2 separate regions of the Hordeum vulgare genome follow, and region 2 is linked to region 1. The links are chromatin contacts, called in public Hi-C maps. All regions are on one chromosome and are shown on one strand. The core of a region is the stretch at or near the end of the contact, and the rest is flanking DNA. Distances in the headings are between cores, read along the strand shown. Region 1 has its middle 100 kb from the start of LOC123426655. Region 2 holds the start of LOC123426658.

What was found. A called contact is a pair of places that touch in the nucleus more often than the background predicts.
Region 2: a Hi-C map of seedling shows a contact between it and region 1, with 4 times the contacts expected there. The contact joins the promoter of LOC123426658 here to the enhancer-like site in region 1. A contact is called at or near these places in 3 of 6 Hi-C or Micro-C datasets (leaf and seedling).

Annotation. Positions count from the first base shown.
Region 1 is chr2H:461,011,434-461,014,978 of MorexV3_pseudomolecules_assembly, forward strand. No RefSeq gene overlaps it. Among protein-coding and RNA genes, the nearest start is that of LOC123426655, 100 kb to the left of the region's middle. Within about 2 kb of position 1,693, at least 3 of the 3 cell types and tissues checked have open chromatin away from gene starts, as enhancers often do. A contact at or near this core is called in leaf and seedling, where this site is marked.
Region 2 is chr2H:461,432,616-461,436,160 of MorexV3_pseudomolecules_assembly, forward strand. It overlaps LOC123426658, which reads left to right and starts at 1,530. Exons shown (of 5, transcript XM_045110522.1): 1 at 1,530-1,758. The coding sequence starts at 1,707.

The sequences.
Region 1 (3,545 bases), core at 443-2,942:
TCTACTCGTGCATCACAACAAGCCGTACTTATGGTCCATTGGTAAGAGAGTCGAAAGGAAAAGGAAGCGGCTACCATGGGGCGTCGTGTCATCATCCTATAACCTTTCACTACATCCATAGACAACCCCGTGGAACCTATTTTTTCTACAAAGTGCGGACAACCATGTTTTCACTAGTCGGATCTCTCATCGTCATGGCTTTCTCGAATGTTGGGTTGTGCTAGGCCAGACTACGTGTGTACCAGTCGTACAATATTGCCGAGGCGACAAAGACTCGTTGCATTTCTGGTCCAGCCGCTGGACAAATCTGTTTTTCCCTCTAATTTGATGTCAATGCCTCGTCAAAACATAACAGGTCCATGGCGATGTTGCTTCTTTATTTGTTTGGTCTGGTCTGACAAGAAAAACAAGCACAACAAGAGAAAAAAGAAAAACTAAGACATCCGAAGCAACAAAGAGTAAGGAAAAAAAGGACCAATAGTACCATGGGGCGTAAACCCACCAACAAATCTTTAAAAAATTGGTCGCACTCATCTCAAAGTCCATGCAAAAGAACGTGTCGACTCAAGCAACCCCAACCCGAAAGGAGTGACTATTAACACGACGGGATAACCAGCCTTCAAAGGCGCCTCCTCTCGTCACACCACTCATGTATCAGGACACACCTAGTCCCCTCTATCGCTCCCATCCCATCACACGCCCATTTGTTGCGAACGACACAGTAGGGGTGACGTCCATCCAAATCGTACGGTCATGAGAACAATACAACCGTTAGCTGCCAACACGCCATGGTCGACCAAGTTTTTCTAGGCATCGAGGTGCAGAGACGAGAGCGCCAGAGGCGGGTAACCATGATGTCGGTCATAGGAGAAAATGGGTTTGTCGGAAACTAGACAGGCGGAGGAGCCGAATAAACAATTTAAACACTCATGTCGAACTATAATTGCCACAAGTGATTATGCTATACTATGTTTGTATTTGCCTTGTATAACTAGTTTCATATTCGTCTCATTCAGATTCAGAGTTGTTTTTCCTACCCGGCCTCCTGCTATAGTTGTTTCTAACTATCTAGCAAGTTTATGGATGCTTATCCGGTTTGTGGGCGCCGTGACATACGTGGGACCACATGAGGCGCTATGGTTGCCTCCATTGGCCATCACATGTTTGATTAATGTGCATGGTCACACCTGACTGATGACGCCAAACAAGCCATGCTTAGACCCCAACAAAAAATTTGTCATGTCCAATAGGGACCGTACTTGTTTCTCGCACACATGAGCTTAACATTTTTCAGTTGGGTAATCATTTTCAGAATTTGCAAACACTTTTTAAAATTCATGAACATTTCTTCAGTTCATTACCTGCTTTTTAGTTAGGGAATATTATTATTTATTTTATAAAGCTTTTTAATATTTGTGTAAATTTTCAAATTGGTTAACATATTTTGACTTTATACAACTTTTCTAAATTCGACAAACATTTTTTAATCCATGAATATTTTTTTTCACATTCAAGAACATTGTGGTAAAAAGATTAGAAGTTTACAAATTTTGGGGAACATTTTCTATTTTCATTGACAATAATAAACTAAAAATAAAAAAGAGAAGACAGATTTCCCGCCCCCACCTCCCTAGTCCCTATTTGACGCCCACAACGCCGGTTATACATGCTACCTATTTAGCGCATGGCCCGCGGGATAGCGTGGTAGCGCGTATCACCGAAGTGAACGCGCTGCTACAGTGGGCTAGCCCATTCCAAGTTTTCGTCCCCACCGGTTTTGGGAAGATACTAATTCCATACTTTTATATCAAAAAAAAATACTAATACCACATTTTTTTATTTTAATTTTCTCTATGGCCAAAAAAATATTACTTTTTCTTTGTTATTGACTTTCTTTTCTCAAATACTTTAATATTTTTGGTAACCCATTAATATTTTCTCAATTCATGAATATTGTTTCAAATTTGTGGAATTGTTTTGACTTGCACGACCAACTTTTAGTTTTCCTACGTTATTGTAATCAACAAACATTTTAAATTTGTGAACAAATGTTTACAAATCAAGAACATTTTTTGAATCTGTAAACATCTAGTGAAATTTGGGACCAATATTCGAAATTAATTCATTGAATTCACGATTTTTATTGGAGAAGTATTTTCAATTGATGAATATATTTTTCATAATTTGGGAATAATTTCTAATATCCAAAAAGTGTTTTCAATTCGGAAACATTTTCTAAATTTGGGGGAAAATCTAATTCATGGAAGTTTTTTGAGTCGGCTAACATTTTTGAAAACTTTGGAAAAATATTTGAATTCATGAAGATATTTTGAATCAATGTATAGTTTTTTAAGTTTGGGAACATGTTTTATATTGCAAACAATTTGTGAATTCGCGCACATTTTCTCATTTCATGAACATTTTGAAGAATGTCTGAACTTTTTTTAATTGAAAATGATTATTAAATTCATGACCATTAAAAAAAGCTATGAACATGCTTTGAATTTAGGAATTTTATCAAATTAATAGAGTACACAAGTGCTGTTTTTTAACGTACACACCGTAGCGAACCTAGGAGTGCTTGACCGGAAAGAGTAGATTGAGAAATAAATTGTCAGTGACGAATGTAGGAAAAAGGGACCGGCGAAGAAACCTCATTTGAATGCTGCCCCTACGCGTTAGCGCTCTCTATATCTTAGCCTCGGTCAATTACTTCCTTTCAACCTTCACAAATAGGTGTGTAAAGTAAGATCGAAACTCAAAACCTCACTGTTTTGTTGAAACCGCAGTAACCAAACGGGACACCTTAAGGTTTCTGCTCATCTAGAGCATCTACAGCCGGATCTCTCAGATCCGCCCGATCACTTTTTAGTCACAAAAACTTAATCCAGACGATCCCTTAAACCGGCCTTAAATGTACAGGTTGACCGGCACCTTCATTTGGAGCCCAAATACGGAGCGGCTATGAGGAGCCCGGGCGTGCCCAAGCACACCCGCCAGGCCCGCGCTGACCCGCATGTATCCGACATATATTCGTCTCCATCCGTTCGTTGGACCGAATCCTAACTACTTCACCTCATTCCACTGCACTCCCCTCCACTCCTACCCGCCATCCAAGCTCACCTCCGACATGGTGGGCAGCGAATTTGTGTCCTCCATCTCCAGACCCGTCGATCATGAGCTCGTCCAACGCGGCCTCAAGGAGGAGATGGCCATCCGGCTTGCGCTCCGCCGCTCCCGGAAGGCGGCCGCACGACAGCAGCATTCGGACTCGCAACGTCGGGAATCCATTGCGTCCACACAACCGGTGGTTGGATCCGCGTTGCAACCACCCAAAGGCAATGCAGTCCGTCAGGCGTCCGAACACCATGGCGGAAGCGTAACCCCTTCGTTCGTGCGCCGAGCACGAAGCATGGTAGACCTGGGACGATGTCATCGCACGGCGTGCCCGCCAGGCGAGGCAGCGGTCATGGGATGCGGCGGAGGCCCTCGCGGCGGCGGATGTTGGAGATGCTGAGTCACTCTCTGAGGCCCGTAGGATGCAC
Region 2 (3,545 bases), core at 280-2,779, 420 kb after region 1:
ATGATCACCGTGTTACAGATGATGTTGGAACAACCCCAAAGTGTATCGTCCAGTACGAAGTGACTCGATACTCTCATGGTCTAAGGAACTAGGCATACATTAACTCTATGTGTTATGATTGTCGACTTGTGACGATAACATCTCTTGAGTATAAAAATTAACTTTGGTCAATTTAATATGATCCTTTTTATAACATCATATTCTCAATGTTGTTGGCATCCTTGTTACACTTAACTAATGCCTATGACTATGAAAATATAATCACTATGCAACATTTGAGCTAGTCCTACAGGCAAGACTAGGAATCATGTTTGCCGTTTATTAATCTACACATGCTTACGGGTTTTTCTCTAGATCATATATTCAAGAATCATAGCAGTTATAGCATAAAATATAAATATCTAATTATGAATGTGAAATAAATAATATAATTTTGTTGTCTCTAATGCATATTTTCAACAAGGACTATTGGGGTGCGGCCCACAAATAAAAACAACGAGCGCCAGCGACCCCTATTGGTGCGTGAAGCGCAGAATAGGATATCTTGGGGAGCAACTAACGAAGGGGTACCCCTTGCGGGAGCACCGCAAGGGTCACTTTTGATGGGCCGAGAGCGCGCCAAATGTTGCATTCTCAACCGTCGCCACGTGTCATGTGTTGGGCGCTTCCTCGGCGTTTTATTTTATTTTTCTTTACACGTTTTAGGGTTTTAGATGTGTTTTTTTCCTTTTGGTTTCTGCCTGGTTTTTCATAGGTATTCAAGAAGAAAATAACTTGTTTTCTTATTTTGCGCCCAACAAAAGAAACTTGTTTATTTGTTTCCGCGAGAGGTACTCGAAAAGAAAAGAACATGTTTTGTTTATTTTCCTCGTGAGGCATATATTTATTTTTTGTCGAGACACGTATTTGCTTCTTCTGAAGGCACAAATCAAAAAAACGTGATTTTTTCCTTCACAAGAGGCTTGCTTTTAGTGGAGGTATAAGTTTGCTTATGCGACAAGCACAACCTGGCTTGCATGCATGCTTTCGACACCCAACGTTTACCCTAAACGACAGGTCTTCTGCATCGCACGGTTGAGAAAAGAATATGACCAGGTGGCACCTGATCAAGCACGGCGGTCGTGATGCCTAAAATGCGTGCATGCACTAACTAGGATTTCTGTTTGAATTTTAAATTGAGCGGACCTAACCGGATGCTTAAAGGGTGCGGATGGATGATCGACTCCCTAATCCATGCATGCATGCCGTCTCCAATTTAGGGATCAGCCGTTGAAGATGTCCTCGGTCCCAAAGAAAGGCCGCGTCTACATTTTGTGGATAGCAAACTTACGACGTGGGCTGCACCATTCGCACTTCTTTGACACATTTATACTCTTTTTTGTATTTCCTTTTTGTAGCTGGGAGGTACAGCATTCTGAGCAAAAAATCTGCCGTCACGAGTAGTATCTTTCAAGAGATACCATACCCACTTTGGGAGGCCTTGGAATCGACTCTGACCCAGATTGTCTCGGCCCTGCTACAGGCGTGGGGCCATAGTGTACTGCGCTGCTTTAATACAAGGCCGGGAGAGGCCATTACTGTTATTAGTAGTGGCCGTCAGGAAGCACAGCAAGTTGTTCAAGGCAGTGGGGGACAAGGGCCGCCGCCGTCGTACTCGTGGAACTTGCTTGTTCGCCACCCGGCCCTTCTACCGCCGCAGCCGATCGATGGCCGAGTCCGCCGCCAAGCGGCCTCCAACGCCGGCGCCGGCCTCCGGCGGTACGCACGCACATCCCTCCGTCCTCTCTTTGTTTAAGCTCTCTGCTTGGCGGTTTTACCTCAATTTTATGTGTTGCTGTGGACCTGCGGTACGATGTGATCCGGCTGGTTGCTTTCTTGCTTCTTTGATCGCGAGTATTGCTTGATTTACTCTTACTAAGATGTTATTCGCGAGATTGTGCGGTGTCATAAGTGAAGTGCACCTCTGTTTGTTGCCTGCAACTGCATATTAGTAGTTCTTGTTCTGAACCAGTTGAAAAACACAACTTAATTCCTGTTACAAATCCCTAGCTTCCTAACATTCTTGATTCCCCCTGCTTGTCACTTCTCTTCAGCAGAAATTTGTTCAGCAAGCAAGTTATTCGCCTATATAGGGTGAAGAAGTCATCCTGGACTCCCTGCAAAATATGTGTACAAGTTTGCTTCCCATGGGAATAAAATAGTCGCTAGGTTTCAGAAATTTACGCCAGTTTTTGTTGCTTGATTCTAGGTGACCCAATTAGATTACTTTTCTTGAGAGAATGGTTCAATAGCGCTACTCGATGAAAATGGGCATTAAACCCGCAGTCCAAGATGACATATTTGTTTTATATTTTTGGCTTTGGACCGCTTCTTGGCTGACAAAGGAACCTGATATAGTTGACCTTTCAATTTTCTTTACAAGCTCTTCAGAGTTGCTTATCCTTTCAGATCTGTTGCTAAACTGCATAGTCTTCAGAACAGTTCCCTTCGTAGAACGCATCCCATGTTCAAAGTTTTGTCGCAAAATTGTCATACCAGTCTACATGTGTCGTAGAAATTTCATTGACCACTTCCCAATTTTATATCCTGGTGTTGTTTTCCTGCAAAGCATATGGTGTCATTTTCTCAGAGGAAAAGAATTACTGCATTTGAAAGTCTAGCAAGTCACGTAAGTGTTGACGGAGTGTGTTGCTTGGTGCTCGAATACATGACCCATGAGGGTTTACCTCGTGACTTGGGTGGACAATTATATATCAGAAAAGATACGTGTGTATCTTGCAATCCGTCCACACGCATGAATTGTCGTTTACGTGTGTTTGCACGAATCTTGACATCTTTTGACAATTTTTTTGTATCAAGTAAGAAAGAGTTGGTATGTGGGCGTTTATCAGCTCGCCCACAGGCCTGTTTCACGCACGCAAAGCTTGCGGCTGCCAATCCGACGTGTGGTGAAACTGGCGTTGCGCCCACACGTCCGAATGCTTGTCAATTATCATACCTTTTCCAGTGTTACGTGACAACTAAGTGAAACTGTTGTCGCACGCCCACACGTCTGTCAGTTGTCATGTGTTTTATAGTGTTACATGACAATTGGATGGAACTGCCGTCGCGCGTCCACACGCCCGAATGCCTGTCAATTGCCATATCTTTCCAGTGTTACATGACAACTGAGTGAAACTGTCGTCGCGCGTCCACACGCCTGTCAATTGTCATGTATTTTTCAGTGTTACATGGCAATTGGATAGAACTGCCGTCGCGCGTCCACAAGTCTGCACGCCTGTCAGTTGCCTTGTCTTTCTAGTTTTACATGGCAATGCAGTTGTTTAGACATGGCGACTGCAGTTGAGCAACCATGACAACTGTAGTTGTCCAGATATGATAAATGCAGTTAAACAAACAATTGCCACGGTTCAGCAACCATGGACAACTGTCACGTGGGGGCACGTCCGACCGCGAGGTGGCAGGCCGGATGTGCGGGTCGTGAGGTAGGAGTTCGGACGTGTGTGCGTTAGCTATTTTGTCCACATATAGACGGATGGGTTGTT